Regions from separate parts of the Oryctolagus cuniculus genome. Here region 2 is linked to region 1. A link is a contact called in public Micro-C data. All regions are on one chromosome and are shown on one strand. Each heading gives the region's core, a stretch centred on a gene start, on an enhancer-like site or on the middle of the called end of the contact. The rest is flanking DNA. Distances are from core to core; before and after follow the strand shown. Region 1 holds the start of MSMO1 (methylsterol monooxygenase 1). Region 2 holds the start of TMEM192 (transmembrane protein 192).

The links. A called contact is a pair of places that touch in the nucleus more often than the background predicts.
Region 2: a Micro-C map of ear pinna shows a contact between it and region 1, with 4 times the contacts expected there. The contact joins the promoter of TMEM192 here to the promoter of MSMO1 in region 1. A contact is called at or near these places in 3 of 6 Hi-C or Micro-C datasets (ear pinna, skin fibroblasts and an unstated tissue).

The regions. Positions count from the first base shown.
Region 1 is chr8:131,501,915-131,509,440 of mOryCun1.1, reverse strand. It overlaps MSMO1 (methylsterol monooxygenase 1), which reads left to right and starts at 2,455. Exons shown (of 6, transcript XM_070047274.1): 1 at 2,455-2,540.
Region 2 is chr8:131,728,875-131,735,815 of mOryCun1.1, reverse strand. It overlaps TMEM192 (transmembrane protein 192), which reads right to left and starts at 2,710. Exons shown (of 5, transcript XM_017350134.3): 1 at 2,553-2,710. The coding sequence starts at 2,579. LOC127487136 (a long non-coding RNA gene) reads left to right here and starts at 2,752. Exons shown (of 2, transcript XR_007913672.2): 1 at 2,752-2,914; 2 at 6,231-6,554.

The sequences.
Region 1 (7,526 bases), core at 1,206-3,705:
GTGTGGTCTATTGGGAAGCCCACTGGAAAGAAAGAAATGACTCCTGAGTTGGCATCCCCCCATCAGTTGCTGGCTATGACTTTCTCTTTTTTATTTATTTATTTATTTATTTATTTATTTATTTATTTATTTTTGACAGGCAGAGTGGACAGTGAGAGAGAGAAAGGTCTTCCTTTACCGTTGGTTCACCCTCCAACGGCCACCACGGCCGGCGCGCTGCGGCCGGTGTACCGCGCTGATCCAATGGCAGGAGCCAGGTACTTCTCCTGGTCTCCCATGGGGTGCAGGGCCCAAGCACTTGGGCCATCCTCCACTGCCCTCCCTGGCCACAGCAGAGAGCTGGCCTGGAAGAGGGGCAACCGGGACAGAATCCGGCGCCCTCCCCCCCCCCCAAGCTATGACTTCCAACACATTCCTTAACCTCTGACCTTGGTCACCTCTAAAATGATGACAGCAGGGTTATGTCACAAAGTTATGAGGTTTGAAAGAAATGACGCATGTTAATGTGCTTGAAATACAGGGGCTCTCAGTAATTGTAGCTGTTGTTACTCTCAGCCTGTCGGTATTTTCATTACAGGGAAATAAATGAGTTTGACAAAGGCTGTGAAGAGGCTGCGAGGTGCCTCCCTGCTGAAACCCTGCACTGCTAAAGACCCCATTTCCATCCTTGCAAGTTCAGCACAGCCATTTTCCTATGATGGACCCGAGCCTCTTCCATCATGCGGAAAACTCCATGATAAGCACACGGCTGCCACAAGGACTCCACCCAGACTCCATCCCGTTGGGACATTCAGTTAGGGCACCACCACCTACCCAGTAAGGGGAGTGACCCAGCTGGGGTGGTGGCCATTCTCATGAGGTTGCCCACACGCCTGTCCTGCGTGTGTACTATGTCTTTAATATCTTTCAGAAAAAAAAGTCCTGTTCCCATTCTTGCAGCGTATCTACCTTGCTTTGATTTCATCTCACAGTGAGACAAGAACTTGAAGTAAATCCAGCTGGGGCTCCCCATGCCCCACAACAGGTTGTACTGCAATATCTGTGTTTCCTTCCGTCTCTAAATCTTCAAAGTTTAAAATAATACTGTGACCGTCTACACACATACAGCTGCTCCGATTTGGAAAATTATCTCTGCCATGGTAGAATTCTCCTTCATTTACTGGACACTTCTTGTATTCTCGATGCTGTGTAAACGGCCTTACTTATCTTAGTCAATACAACAAACTCTGAGGTGTAGATGTTACTAAAATGCGCAGTTTACAGAAGTCCTAGAGAAGAGAAAAGAAACTTATCCAAGAGTACACTGCTAGTAAATGACAAACCGGGTTAGCCTGACCTCACAGCGCAGTCTTCGTGCTGCTTGACAAGCTTGGGAAGGGCGGCAGGTTTAGGCAAGGACAGGGTGAGCAATCAGATACAGAATTGGGGGAGCTGTGGAGCAGCAGGGGCCAAGCTAGGAAGCCCGAATTGGGACCACCACTCAGGGGTACCCAGGCTGCCCGCTGCGCAGGGTGTGGGCCAGGGGGACAGGTGGTTCTGGCAGTCAGTACTCAGAACTCGCCTTCCCACACAGGCATCCCGTCCCCTTTCTTCTCCTGTCCTGTGCCCTCTCTGCCCTACTTCACAGAGAGTGGGTGTGCCAGACACAGGGGACAGTCACACCCAGTGTGACTGATGGAGATCATTGACCTAAGAGACAAGGGTGAGAGGGGACTTCCTGGGGGAAGAACTCCTCTCTGAACGGATGATTCCCCCCGCGTAGAGCAAAGCCAGGGAAGCCAGACGCGACAGCATGCTGTTTGCAGACATCCATAGACAGCGCCTTCGCGTTGGTTGGTTAAAGCACCACTAATAGGCACGACGTTGGGGAAAAGACGAGTAGGGCGCGTCCCTGGCTGAACCGGCCACCCCCGCGGCAGGGGACTTTTCAGTGTGTGCACACTTAGCTGCTGAGAGCAGGCAGGAGAGCGCGTGGAGCTGGGGGAGAAGGTGGCACAGCCCGCCCCGGGCCCCGGGCGTGCAGCCTCCCACGGCGCGATGCCAGGTGGGGTCAAGGCCTGCACGTCGGCTGCAAGATGGGCAAAGCGGCCACGAGCTCGCTGGACTGTGCAACTCTTCCCCACCCAGGGATTCGGGCGAGGCCGGGGGATGGCCCGGGTGGGCGGCACAAAGACCCAAGTCCAAGGTCAGACCGCACACACCGGAAACACAGAATTTTAAACCAGGCACACTGCTTCCTCCCCCAACCCCCAGGTTCTGGCACTGTGGCTTCCACACAGTTCACGCCTGAGGTAAACAGCCCTGGGGCAGCGGCGGCGGGGAAGCCCGCCCCGCACAGCGCCCCCGACGACCCCGCGTGGGCCGCGGTTGCCAAGGCGACTCCCGGCTCTCTGTGCCCGCCCCCTCACGCCGTCGCGCGGCCTCACGCTTCCCCGCCCCCGGGCGCGCCGCGGCGCTCGCCACTGGCCGGGCGGCCCGGTCTCACTATCCTCACTCCATCCGCGGAGCCAATGGCTGGGGGGCGCCTGGGATTCGTTACCGTGAGTCACACGCTGCCGGCAACGACGCGGGCCAATCAGCGTCTGGGGAAGGCGGGGCGGGAACCCTCAAAGGCCAATGATGGCAGCGGGCGCCGGTCTCGCCCTCTAGGCTCCACCCCCCGGTGCGGGAGAGGTAGTTTCCGAGGCCGCAGCACCTGGCTAAATCTGGGTGGCGGTGGCGCGCAGTCACCTCGCGGCTGTGCAGGTGAGGGGAGCGGGAGAGCGGCTCGTGCGCTGGGACGGCGGGGCGGGCGGGCGCCGAGCCGTGCGCCGTGGGAGCAGGTCGTGGGTGCGCGCGCGCGCGCAGGGGGCTGAAGTGCCATTCGCGGGGTGCGGGGACGGGGCGCGTTAGGAGGCCCTGAGGAAACTTGGACGAGACGCGGGGTGCGCGGGGGGCGTGGGGTCGGGCGTCCGAGAGGAGGCCCCCGAGGGCTGACCAGGAGCCGGGTAGCGGGACCCTCCGCAGCCACGCAGCGCTTTTCCGTGGGGCGGCGGGGACCCCGCGCAGGCCGCCGGGGAGGCGGGACACGGGGACGGAGCGGGGGTTGGGGTTCAGGTATGGGGTGCTGAGGTTGGGGGCGGGCAAGGTGGAGGCAGCAACGAGGAAGTGGCGCTGCCCGGGCGCCGGTGGCCGGAGCTCGGCGAATCCGCAGTTCCGCGGGGTCCTGCTGGCTGCTACGCCTGCTCCGGGGTTCCAGTCGGTCGGGCTGCCCCGGGATGCGACACAGAAAGAAAAGTGACTCTTCCCAGACTTTGTTTCCTTGACTTGTTAGTTTTTTTTTTTTTTTTAACCTTGTTCATTTGACAACAACTGTGTCCCCGGATATGGGTGAAACTCCTAGAGGCTCATTGCACGAGCTTGCCTCCTGGATGGCCTGACAGTGAAGAGTGTAATGGAAGCAGAGACGGGAGGGACTCGTGCCTCGTGTCGCCATGGCTGAGGAGGTGGAGGTGCAGCTCACCGTGTTACAGGAGGTGGAGAGTGGGCGGGAGTTGCAGGAACCGGCGGTCGGACTTCTGCCTGAAGCCGGAGTTCAGGGGAGAGGGTTTGAGGTGGAGGTGGTGGTTGGGAGCGCATTGTCAGTAACAGTGTAGCTTTTAGGGGGTCTTGTCCGGTTTCCACAGCAGATAGTTCCCATCAATCACTCAAGTTAGTCTGGAATGTTAGAAGGGACTGATAGTTCCCATCACTCAAGTTCGTCTGGAATAGTTAGAAGGGACTGAAGATGGCGGCACCGGGGGAAGTTCCCAGCCCCCACTCTCAGGTCTTTTCTCAAAAGCTACCCCAGGGACCTACAAATCAGAAAGTGCTGTGTTCTTTCTCCTCGCCCAATCCAGTCTTTGATTTTGGATCCGCTGTCACATCTCTGCCTCTCCTTCTCCCCCCACACCACCTGTTTTAATCTGGTCACCCCCTCCTCACGTCCTAGGTTTCAGTTAAGTTAGTATTTAGAAACTCTAAGGTTCTGTGCTGTGCCAGTCCCCCCCCCCCCCATTGTTCTTACCATGTGATTCTGCTTGGTTACTTCTTGTGTTCCTCACAGGAGTTTGTGTGTTAGAAAGTCAGGACTGAAGACAGCAGCTAGCACGGTGACCGTACACAACAAGCACAGATTGTGAGTGAATGCCTGTGGCTCCCAGGAACCAAGAAACAGGAGTATTTCAAGGAGCGAGGCATCAACTATCCCAGATTGTTCAAATAAAACATCCCATATGGATGCTGGTTTGAGTCCCTGCTGTTCCTTTTCTGATCCAGCTCTCTGCTGTGGCCTGGGAAAGCAGGGGAAGATGGCCCAAGTCCTTGGGCCCCTGCACCTGCATGGGAGACCCAGAGGAAGCTCCTGGCTCCTGGCTTCGGATTGGCACAGCTCTGGCCGTTGTGGCCATCTGGGGATGGGGAGTGAACCAATGGAGGGAAGACTTTCTCTCTCTCTCTCTCTCTCTCTCTCTCTCTCTAACACTGCCTCTCAAATAAATAAAATCTTTAAAAACTATAAAATAGCGCCAAAGAATGTTGGCTTTGTCAGGTAAGAGATCCTCAGTGATTTCAGTAAGAGTAAATTCAGTGTGGTGATGGGAGTAGAGAGCAGACTAGAGAGTAAGTGGGCAGTGAAAACGTAAGAAACTGCTCATGTGGAATTTTTTTTTTTTTAAAGAGCTTAAAAAGAAGATTTATTTATTTGAAAGGCCAAGTGACAAAGAGAAGGAGAGGCAGGCAGAGATCTTTCATCCTCTGCTTTCATTCCCCAAAAGGCTGCAACAGCCAGGACTGGACCAGGCCAAAGCTAGGAGTCAGGGACTCCATCCTGGTCTCCCACATTGGTGACAAGGACCCAAGCATTTGGGTCTTTTTCTGCTGCCTACCTAGGCACATTAGCACAAAGTCGAGTTGGAAGTGGAGTGGCTGGGACTTGAACCAGAGCTCGAATGTGACATGCTGGTGTTTAACCCACTATGCCACAATATTAACCCCTCATGGGCAGTTCTCTTGTCAGAAGTCATGGGTAGGGCCGGCGCCGTGGCTCACTTGGTTAATCCTCCGCCTGTGGCACCAGCATCCCATATGGGTGCTGAGTTCTAGTCCCAGTTGCCCCTCTTCCAGGCCAGCTCTCTACTGTGGCCCGGGAGTGCAGTGGAGGATGGCCCAGGTGCTTGGGCCCTGCACCCCATGGGAGACCAGCAGAAGTACCTGGCTCCTGGCTTCAGATCGGCCGTAGCGGCCATTTGCAGGGTGAACCAACAAAAGGAATACCTCTCTCCCTCTCTCTCTCTCTCACTGTCTACAACTCTACCTGTCAAATAAATTAAAAAAAAAAAAAAAGATTTAAAAACTGCTGCATGGTTGTTGGCTGTTTATAGCCAATCTACTGTAAGGCCCATGCCAAGCCCTTCGCATGCATTATTTCTTGCACTCACTCGAAGAACTCTTAGTGACTGTTTTTGCAGTTTTGATGAAATTGCAGCTCTGATCGGGTCACAGGGTCCGTAAGTGGTGTTGCTTTGACATGTCGGATTTGTGATGACTTTCAGAGAAGTGGAGATCAGGGAGATTGTCGTATTCTGCAGTCTCATGGGTCGCTGGAGTTGTCTGGGCGTGGGCGGGGCACCGAATGCAAGCAGTCCAGTGAGTGTGGGTGAGACACATGTTCAAGAAGTACTGGGATGTTTGTAGACTTGAGAGAACAGACTCACTCAGAGGAGAAAGTTAGGTGAGGGAGACAAGTTTCCTGATGAGGTGAGGACATGGAAAACTGGGCCGTCTTGGAAGGATAGTGAACAGAGACATTTTGAGGTTGAGGAAGTGAAAGACGTAGCACTAGTCACTGTGGTGTCAGTCCTTTGAGGAGGGGAAGACAGAAAGATGAGAACGTGAAGTTGAGATGAGAATGTGAGTTGCCTGGGCTCCCTGGTACCCCATCTGTGGCATGGGTGAGAGGTCAGTTTGAGAGGCCGGGGCTGGGGGCAGCAGTTTGTGCACCATCAAGAATTCTTAAGGGGCTTTAAAATACCCATCTTCAGAGTGTGATCACTGTTCTTAGCGGTCACGGCTGTGGAGTGTTCTCTGCAGCCTTCATTGCATTTTCTGTTTTTATGTGCATCTCCCACTCACGTGCAGGGTCCCAAGGACTTGGCCCATCTTCCAGTGTCCTCCCAGGCCACAGCAGAGAGGTAGATAGAAAGTGGAGCAGCTGGGCTCTGAAGCAGTGCCCATGTGGGAAGCTGGCCCTGCAGGTGGTGGCTTTACCTGCTACATCGCAGCGCCATAGCGCTAGCCCCCATCAGGCATCCTTTTTATGTAATGTCCACATCATGCCCTTCTTAATGGCTATGTGATTGTCTGTGGAAGGAGTTAACAAAACTGCTGAAACTCATGTTTTGTTGATAGACTTATTTGTTTTGTGTTTGCTATTAGAAACAATGCTTCCTCTGCCTTTTCTTACTGTCTTTGAACACTAAGTGAGGAAATCGCTGAGTCAAGTATTCACTTTGTATTGTGATAGATGACTGCCAGTTTTTCCCCAAGTGATTATTTGCCCTGCGGTCAACAGTGTGTGATGTTGCCTGTTTCCCCACACCCTTACCAGTACTGGACACTGGACCCTGGGAACTAGTAAACTTTTAAACAATTGCCTCTGTTTTACGGCGCATCTCCTCATTTAAGTGAATTCAAGCTGCATTTTTGTTTAGTGATGATGTCCCTTTATTTTTCTGTGAACCACCTCTGAATGGCCTTTAACATTTTTCTATTGAGCTTTTTGATTTTTATCTAAAGCATATTTTATAACCTTTTATTGTGTGTTGGATATATTTTTCCCTGTTTGTCCTTCAATCTTTGGTTTTGTTTATAGCTATCTTTATTTTCTAGCCAAAGATATTTTTTATAAAGTTTTTTTTTTATTTATTTGCAAGTCAGAGTTACACAGAGAGGAGAGAGAGAAAGAGAGTGTCTTCGATCTGATGGTTCACTCCCCAGATGGCTGCAATGGCCATAGCTGTGCTGGTCCAGAGCCAGGAGCTTCTTCCAGATCTCCCATGTGGGTGCAGGGGCCCAAGGACTTGGGCCATCTTCCACTGCTTTCCCAGGCCAGAGCAGAGAGCTGGATAGGAAGTGGAGCAGTTGGATCTCGAACCGGTGCCCATATGGGATGCCGGCGGTTCAGGCCAGGGCATTATTAACTCACTGCACCACAGTGCTGGCCCCCAAAGGTATTTTTTATCTAGTCATATTTGGCAGACTTTTTCTGTATAGGTTCTGTCAACTATAAGTGACATTTTAAAACTCAACTCTTGATTATTTAAATCAGAATTTGTTCCATGGAGATCACACTGGAAATCTCTTTAAAGATAGTTCAAGAGCCGGCACTGTGGCATAGAGGGTAAAGCCACCGTCTGCAGTGCTGGCATCCATGTGGGTGCCATTTGGAATCCTGGCTGCTCCACTTCTGATCCAGCTCTCTGCTAGTGCTCCTGGGAAAGCAGTAAAAG
Region 2 (6,941 bases), core at 1,461-3,960, 230 kb before region 1:
AACACAGTACTCATAATATTCGTTAGCAGTATTTCTTATGCTGCCTTGTATTGCTTTCTTCTTTATGTGTATATCTTGATTCTCCTGAAGCAGTTAGGACCTGTAATGATTGGATTGTGTATCAAATACTCACACACTGACTGTCCAGCGGCTCCAACAGGAAGTATGAAGCAGGACCATACTCCCAGGACCAATCATTCTGTGAACCCACTATGTGCAAGGGAAAGAGGAGGGGACAAGGATTCCTGAAATCAAATATTTCTTCATGGCCAGTATTAACAATTCCATTACCACCTGTAAAGGACATCTCTTGTTCCTGTCCACTGTGTACCTTTGCCTTAAGTCTTAGTGGGAACATCTTCAGGACTCTTCACCCTCTGCAGGCCCGGGGGTGGTCATGGAGCAAACAGCAGCTGGGTCAATCCAACTCTTTCTGGGCAGCAAAGTCTACGGTTGTTGCACATTTATTCTGCGGCAGGCCCTAAAAGAACTCCTGTAACTTAGACCCCTTGAGCTGACTATGGTTCATTTCAGAGACCCTGCTGGTCATTCACCCTATATCTTTCCAAATAAATCCCTGTCTTAAATTAGCCATAGGTGGTTTCACTGTTTGCAAACAATAAACCCTAACTAACCTACAGTCTTTCCATTTTCTCAATTGAAAATAAATAATTACCAAAAAGAGTGACTTAGAGCTAAAGAGATATAGTTACATAACTGTTGGTGAAACAATTGCTAGGTGAAATGGAGATTGGTAGGTCTGTACTCATCCTGAAACCGAAAGTCACAGACCCAAGATCTCTGGAGCAGCCAGCACCCAACCAAGATGCATTTAATGTGTTTTTCTAAGACTCATTTTCCTCTTAGATATCCAATTTTTCCATAAATTGTCAGTTCATTAATCTCATCCTGAAGAATTCATAAACAGGGGCAGGCACTGGGCACCACACTTAAAGTCACTGCTTAGGATACCCACATCCCATATTTTTAGAGTGCCTGTTTTCTCTGCTTCTGATTCAGTTTCCTGCTAGTGGGCCTGGAAACCACCCCTGTGGGAGAGCAGGATAAAGTTCTGGCTTCATCCTGGCCTAGACTTGGCTCTTGTGGCCATTTGGAGAGTTAACCAGGATATGGAAGATTCCCCCTCTCTCTCTCTCTCTCTCTCTCTCTCTCTCTCTCTCTTGCTGTGCCTTTCAAATAAATAAATAAATCTTAAAAAAAAAAAATCACATCCCTAGACGTTTACAAAAAGTGGTGGCCATTTAGCACTACGGTTAAGCAGCTGCTTGGGCACCTGCATCCCACACAGGAGTGCCTGGTTCCAGTCCTGGCTCCTAAGCTTCTGATTCAGTTTCCTGCAAATGCACATCCTAGGAGAGCAGGTGATGGCTCAGTACTTGCGGTCCTCCCACACGTGTGGGGGACCCAGCTGTGAGAGACCCAGCTCTGGGGTCCTGGCTTTGGCCTGGCCCATCCTTGGTTGCTATAAGCATTTGAAAAGTGAACCAGCAGTTGAAAGATCTTTCTCTGCCTCTCTCTCTCTGAATCTCTGCCTTTCAAATAAAAGTGAAAAATAACATTTTTTAAAAATTCACCAGGGATTCTGCTTTAACTACAAGTCTCCAATCTACTTTCAGGTTTTACCATTAGCTTTCTGTTTTCTCAGCTAGAAAAGAACTAAAATTTTTAGTCATATCATTAGGAATTGGTCTCTATTTTGTCAAGATGATTTAACTATGGTCACTATTTGTACTACAACCTAAGGTCTTGCAGCACTGGAACCAGGGTTCCCATGTCTTTCGCCTTTCCCAATGTGCTCCATTCAGTGAAAGGATCATAGCAATATTCCTATTTGTTTATTAACCCAAGCAAGCGCTTTAATGTACCTGCCATCTTTGCGTTCCGAAGAGAGCAAGCATTTCATTATGTGTAATGGGCAACCCAGTTAATAATTATAAACAGTCTTCGTATAAACTCAGGCAAGTAAGACTTCTGCAATTTTGCACTATACGCACAGGGATTTTACGTCCTCTGCCTTGGATCGAAGATTTGAGACCCTTCTCATGCTACCATGCTTACATAGAAAAACAGCACGTGACACTGTTTTCCTCCAATGGGGGTTTCCGGGCTATGACAGCGACAGGTCCAGGGCTGCCCACGGGACGCCGCGACCTGCCGCAGCCTGTTCAGGGGCCCTGCCGGCGGGGACCCGGGCCCCTCTGCGTGCCCAGGGGGACAGCGCGGCGCCCAGACACGCGCGGGGACGCAGGGCGCCCGGGCCAGACGCGCGTCACGTGAAGCGCGCAGTTCCGGGGCCACGGACGCGCGCCGCACGTGGGCTGCGCGCCAGCCTGGGGCGGCCGCCCCCCGAAGCCCACCCGGCCTCCCGCGGGAGAAGCCGGCAGCCTGCAGCACTCGGCCTCCAGGGCCGCCCGCAACCAGCCCCGCGCCCTGGGCCGCGCCGCACCCCCAGTCTCCGCCCCTCGCGCCCCAGCACAGGAAGAACGGGATTCCGGAGGCAGCGCCCACCACCTCCCCTTCCGCGCACTCACGTCCTCCGTCCGGGCCCCCGCTGCCATCTCCCGACGCCCGAGACCGGAGCCCGGGCCAGCCCGGCCTGCCCACCTGCGCCCGGCCGCCGCCGGCCCAGGACGAGTCTCCACCTTCAGGGACCGGCGGGCCCTCCCCGCGGACACGCCCCCTTCTCCGCCCGCCCCGCCCCTCAGGCCCGGGCCCCGCCTCCCCTCGCTCCCGATTGGCCGGGGCGGAAGGAGGGGCGGGCCTCGCCCAAGCCCCGGGCTCTGAGCGGCGCCCGGAGAGCGCGGGCTCCCGCTTCGCGCCGCCGCGTCTCTGTCAGCTCTCGGCCGCGCTCGGGCGTGCTTGCGTGGCTGGTCCGCCAGTTGAACCCTTTGCGGTAAGGTGTTTGCTCTGTGCTGAGGGAGACCCCGTGGTAAAATCCCACCCCACCCGGAGAGGGACGGAACAAACCTGATTTACCTGGCGTCTGAGTGGTTTAACTTCACCAGCGTCCTACACAGGGTCACACCACGATCGGTGTGCGGAATAGGCACCGTGGGAAACAAATTTTTGGATTTTTTTGCTCCTTTGTTAAAGGAATTAACAGAGAAGGCTGGGGAATTATCTGATAATACATTATAATTAAAATGTAGTCAGAAAAGGAAAGTGAAATTTTCTGTCAGTGCCACCCCTCCCCCCACAACCGGATGAATGCTTATTTGCATATGGCGTGTACTGGGGTCCTGTTTGCAAGGCTGGGGAAACATGAAAACACGTAAAACATTACGTGGTGAAACCACGCAAATGTCAGCAAAGGCAAGGACGGTGTCGGACTCCACGTGGTCCGAAGGTGTCTCAGTCCCGAGATTCTGTGAATTTTTTCTCAAGTTTCTAGATACGCATTTCCCCTCCATATTTGGAAAATTGTCAAGGCTATAGCAATGCTGAAATACTAGTACCCTGAAATCCGTGGATGTGCCCCTTATGTGAATTTATCAGTTGTTAATATCATACCAAAACTGCTGTGTGTGTGTGTAACTGAACCATGTAAACGTTGAGGACAATATGAAACGCTATACTCCGTTGCCTAAAAGTAAGGATAGTTCCTTCATCAAGACAATCATTACACACCTAAGAAAACTCATAATACTATGTTTACTACCATCATAGCATAGTATTATAATTGTATGTTTACTAACTACTCTAGGCCAATGTTTTTCAAACTGTCCCTGTAGCGATACTATCTCTTCCCATGATCACAGCTGAAAGTCCTCTAGCAAAAGACAGGTTAGCTAAAGGAAAGGATGACAAAAATTTTTTTAAAGATTTATTTATTTGAAAGGCAGAGATACAGAGAAAAGAGAGAAGGCAGGGAGAGAATCTTCCATCTACTGGTTCACTTCCCAAATGGGTCAAACTACTGGGGCTGGGCCAGGCCAAAGCCAGGAGCCAGGAGCTTCTTTTGGGTCTCCCATGTGGATGCAGGGGCCCAAATACTTGGGCTCCCCTCTGCTACTCTCCCGGGGCCATAGCAGAGAACAGGATCCCAAGTGGAGCAGCCAGGACTCGAACTGGCACCCATATGGGATGCCGGCACTGCAAGCGGAGGTTTAACTTGGTGCAACACAGCGCCAATCCCCCAAGCTTAACATTTCAATATAAGTTTTACAGGACACAGAAGCCTCCAGAAATGAGGAATCAAGCACACAGAGCAAAGGGTTCTAGAATGAACAGCCTGTAGAACTATTGGACAGAAGAGTATGATCTACTGGAAACAGACTGAGGAGGCAGCTGGGCCTGTCTGCTCTGATTCTTGGCCTCTCTGCAACATTCCTTCCTTCCCCGTGGGGGACAGAATCCTTTCTGGAGTGGGGATGTTATGACCAGCTAGGTCAGACAATTCCTTATGTCCAGCTCTTACACAGAAAGGGAGTTTTGCATTATGTATTCTGAGGTCTATGGCTGGATTTGGGGGAAAGTAGTTCTTTAATGCCTTGGGAGAGGAATTCTGGTTTCCATGCTTGCCTGGGGTGAGAATGAAGTGCCTAAGAAAGGCAGACAGGAGGCCGGCGCTGCAGCTCACTAGGCTAATCCTCCGCCTGTGGCGCCGGCACCCCAGGTTCCTTTTTTTTTTTTTTTTTTTTTTTTTGACAGGCAGAGTGGACAGTGAGAGAGAGAGACAGAGAGAAAGGTCCTCCTTTGCCGTTGGTTCACCCTCCAATGGCCACCCGGCCAGCACGCTGTGGCCAGCATACCGTGCTGATCCGAAGCCAGGAGCCAGGTGCTTCTCCTGGTCTCCCATGTGGGTGCAGGACCCAAGCACTTGGCCATCCTCCACTGCACTCCCTGGCCATAGCAGAGAGCTGGCCTGGAAGAGGGGAAACCGGGACAGAATCCGGCACCCCGACGGGGACTAGAACCCGATGTGCCAGTGCCGCAAGGCGGAGGATTAGCCTAGTGAGCCGCGGCGCCAGCCAACCCCAGGTTCTAGTCCTGGTTGGGGCACCGGATTCTGTCCCGGTTGCCCCTCTTCCAGGCCAGCTCTCTGCTGTGGCCCAGGAAGGCAGTGGAGGATGGCCCAAGTGCTTGGGCCCTGCACCCGCATGGGAGACCAGGAGGAAGCTCCTGGCTTCAGATCAGCGCAGTACCTGCCGTAGCGGCAGTTTGGGGGGTGAACCAACGGAAAGAAGACCTTTCTCTCTATGTCTCTCTCTCTCTCTCTCTCTCTCTCTCTCTCTCTCTCTCTCTCTGTAATTCTACCTGTCAAATAAATAAATAAAATCTTTAAAAAAATGTTAAAATATTGTGTTAGTGACAGGTGTTTGGTGCCGTGGTTAAGCCATCACTTTCAAAGCCAGCATCCCACATTGGAGTGCCCAGGTTTAAGTTTTAGCTCTGCTCCCATTCCAGTCTTCTGCGTATATGCACCCTGGGAAGCAGTGGTGATAGCTCAAGTATTTAGGTCCCTGCCACCCAGGTGGGAGACCCAGATGAGTTCGCAGGTCCTGGCTTTGACCTGGCCCATCCCTGACTGTGGTGGTGTTTGGGAAGTGAAGAGCAGATGGGACATCTCACTCTCTTTGTCTCTTTGCCTTTCAAATAATGAAAGTCTTTAAAATATTATGTCATTCAAATAGCTCAGCACAGCACATGTTTTTTTCTAGAGATTGAAAAGTATCAAAATAAAGGAAGGTTGGAGGAAAAAGATGGTGAACTTTGTATGCTAAAGGGAGTGTTCTCACTTTCATAGTAATAATCTGTGTTTAGCCAGCATAAACCAGAAGGGGGCAGTGGTGTCAGGAAATAGAATTCTGAACTGGGCACGGCTTCATGGGATGGGAGAGGATGTGTGAGTTTGTCAGGCTAAGAGGTATGGTTCAGGAGGAGACCTTGACTTCCAGGATATAGAGTGAGGAGAAAAGGATGCCCTCTGGAAGGTCAGGGTGACTCTTTAGAAGGAAGAAGGGGAACATGAACCGTCTGGTCCTAGGAGGTTGTTTAGGCCTAGCCACACCAGAATAGATACTCTTTCATGTTTAGTTTATCCATGTCAAAAGTTAGAAATAAAGGGAAATCTGTAATTGTTACTGAGAGTCATTGATATGAATTCTCAGGAAATATAAGCAGAAACAACAGGTTAGGTGCATAAGTAGAGTTCTGTGGAACTTTGTCCCATATGCACCCTCCCTAAGAGTATTTTTATTTTTTTAAAGACTTTATTTCTTTGTGGCCAGTAGCAGGTAAAGCTGCCACCTGCAGTGCCAGCACCCCATATGGGTGCCGGTTCGAGACCCAGCTGTTCCACTTCCGATCCAGCTCTCTGCTATGACCTGGGAAAGCAGTGGAAGATGGCCCAAGTCCTTAGGCTCCTGCACCCACATGGGAGACCAGGAAGAAGCTCCTGGCTCTGGATCGGCGCAGCTCCAGCCGTCGCAGCCATCTGGGGAGTGAACCAGTGGATGGAAGACCTCTCTCTCTCTCTGCCTCTCCTTCTCTCTCTGTGTAACTGACTTTCAAATAAAATAAATAAAAGAGCACCGGCCCCAACCTCAGAGTATTTTTAAGGCACTTCAGGCACAGATGATATATATGGGGAATTAATACCTAGTCACCATCAGAGAGCATTAAAATCTTAGTTCATATAAAAAGATTTAAATAGACATAACTCTGTAAGGAAATTTTACATATGAAAGTGTCTCCCAGGCTGATGTTGTAGCATCCCATATGGGTGCTGGTTTGTGTCCCAGCTGCTCCACTTATGATCCAGCTCTCTGCTGTGGCCTGGGAAAGCAGAAGATGGCTCAAGTGCTTGGGCCCCTGCACCCACGTGGGAGACCCAGATGAAGCTTCTGGGTCCTGGCTTTGGCTTGATTTAGCCCTACCTGTTGTGGCCACTGTGGAGTGAACTAGCAGATGGAAGATCT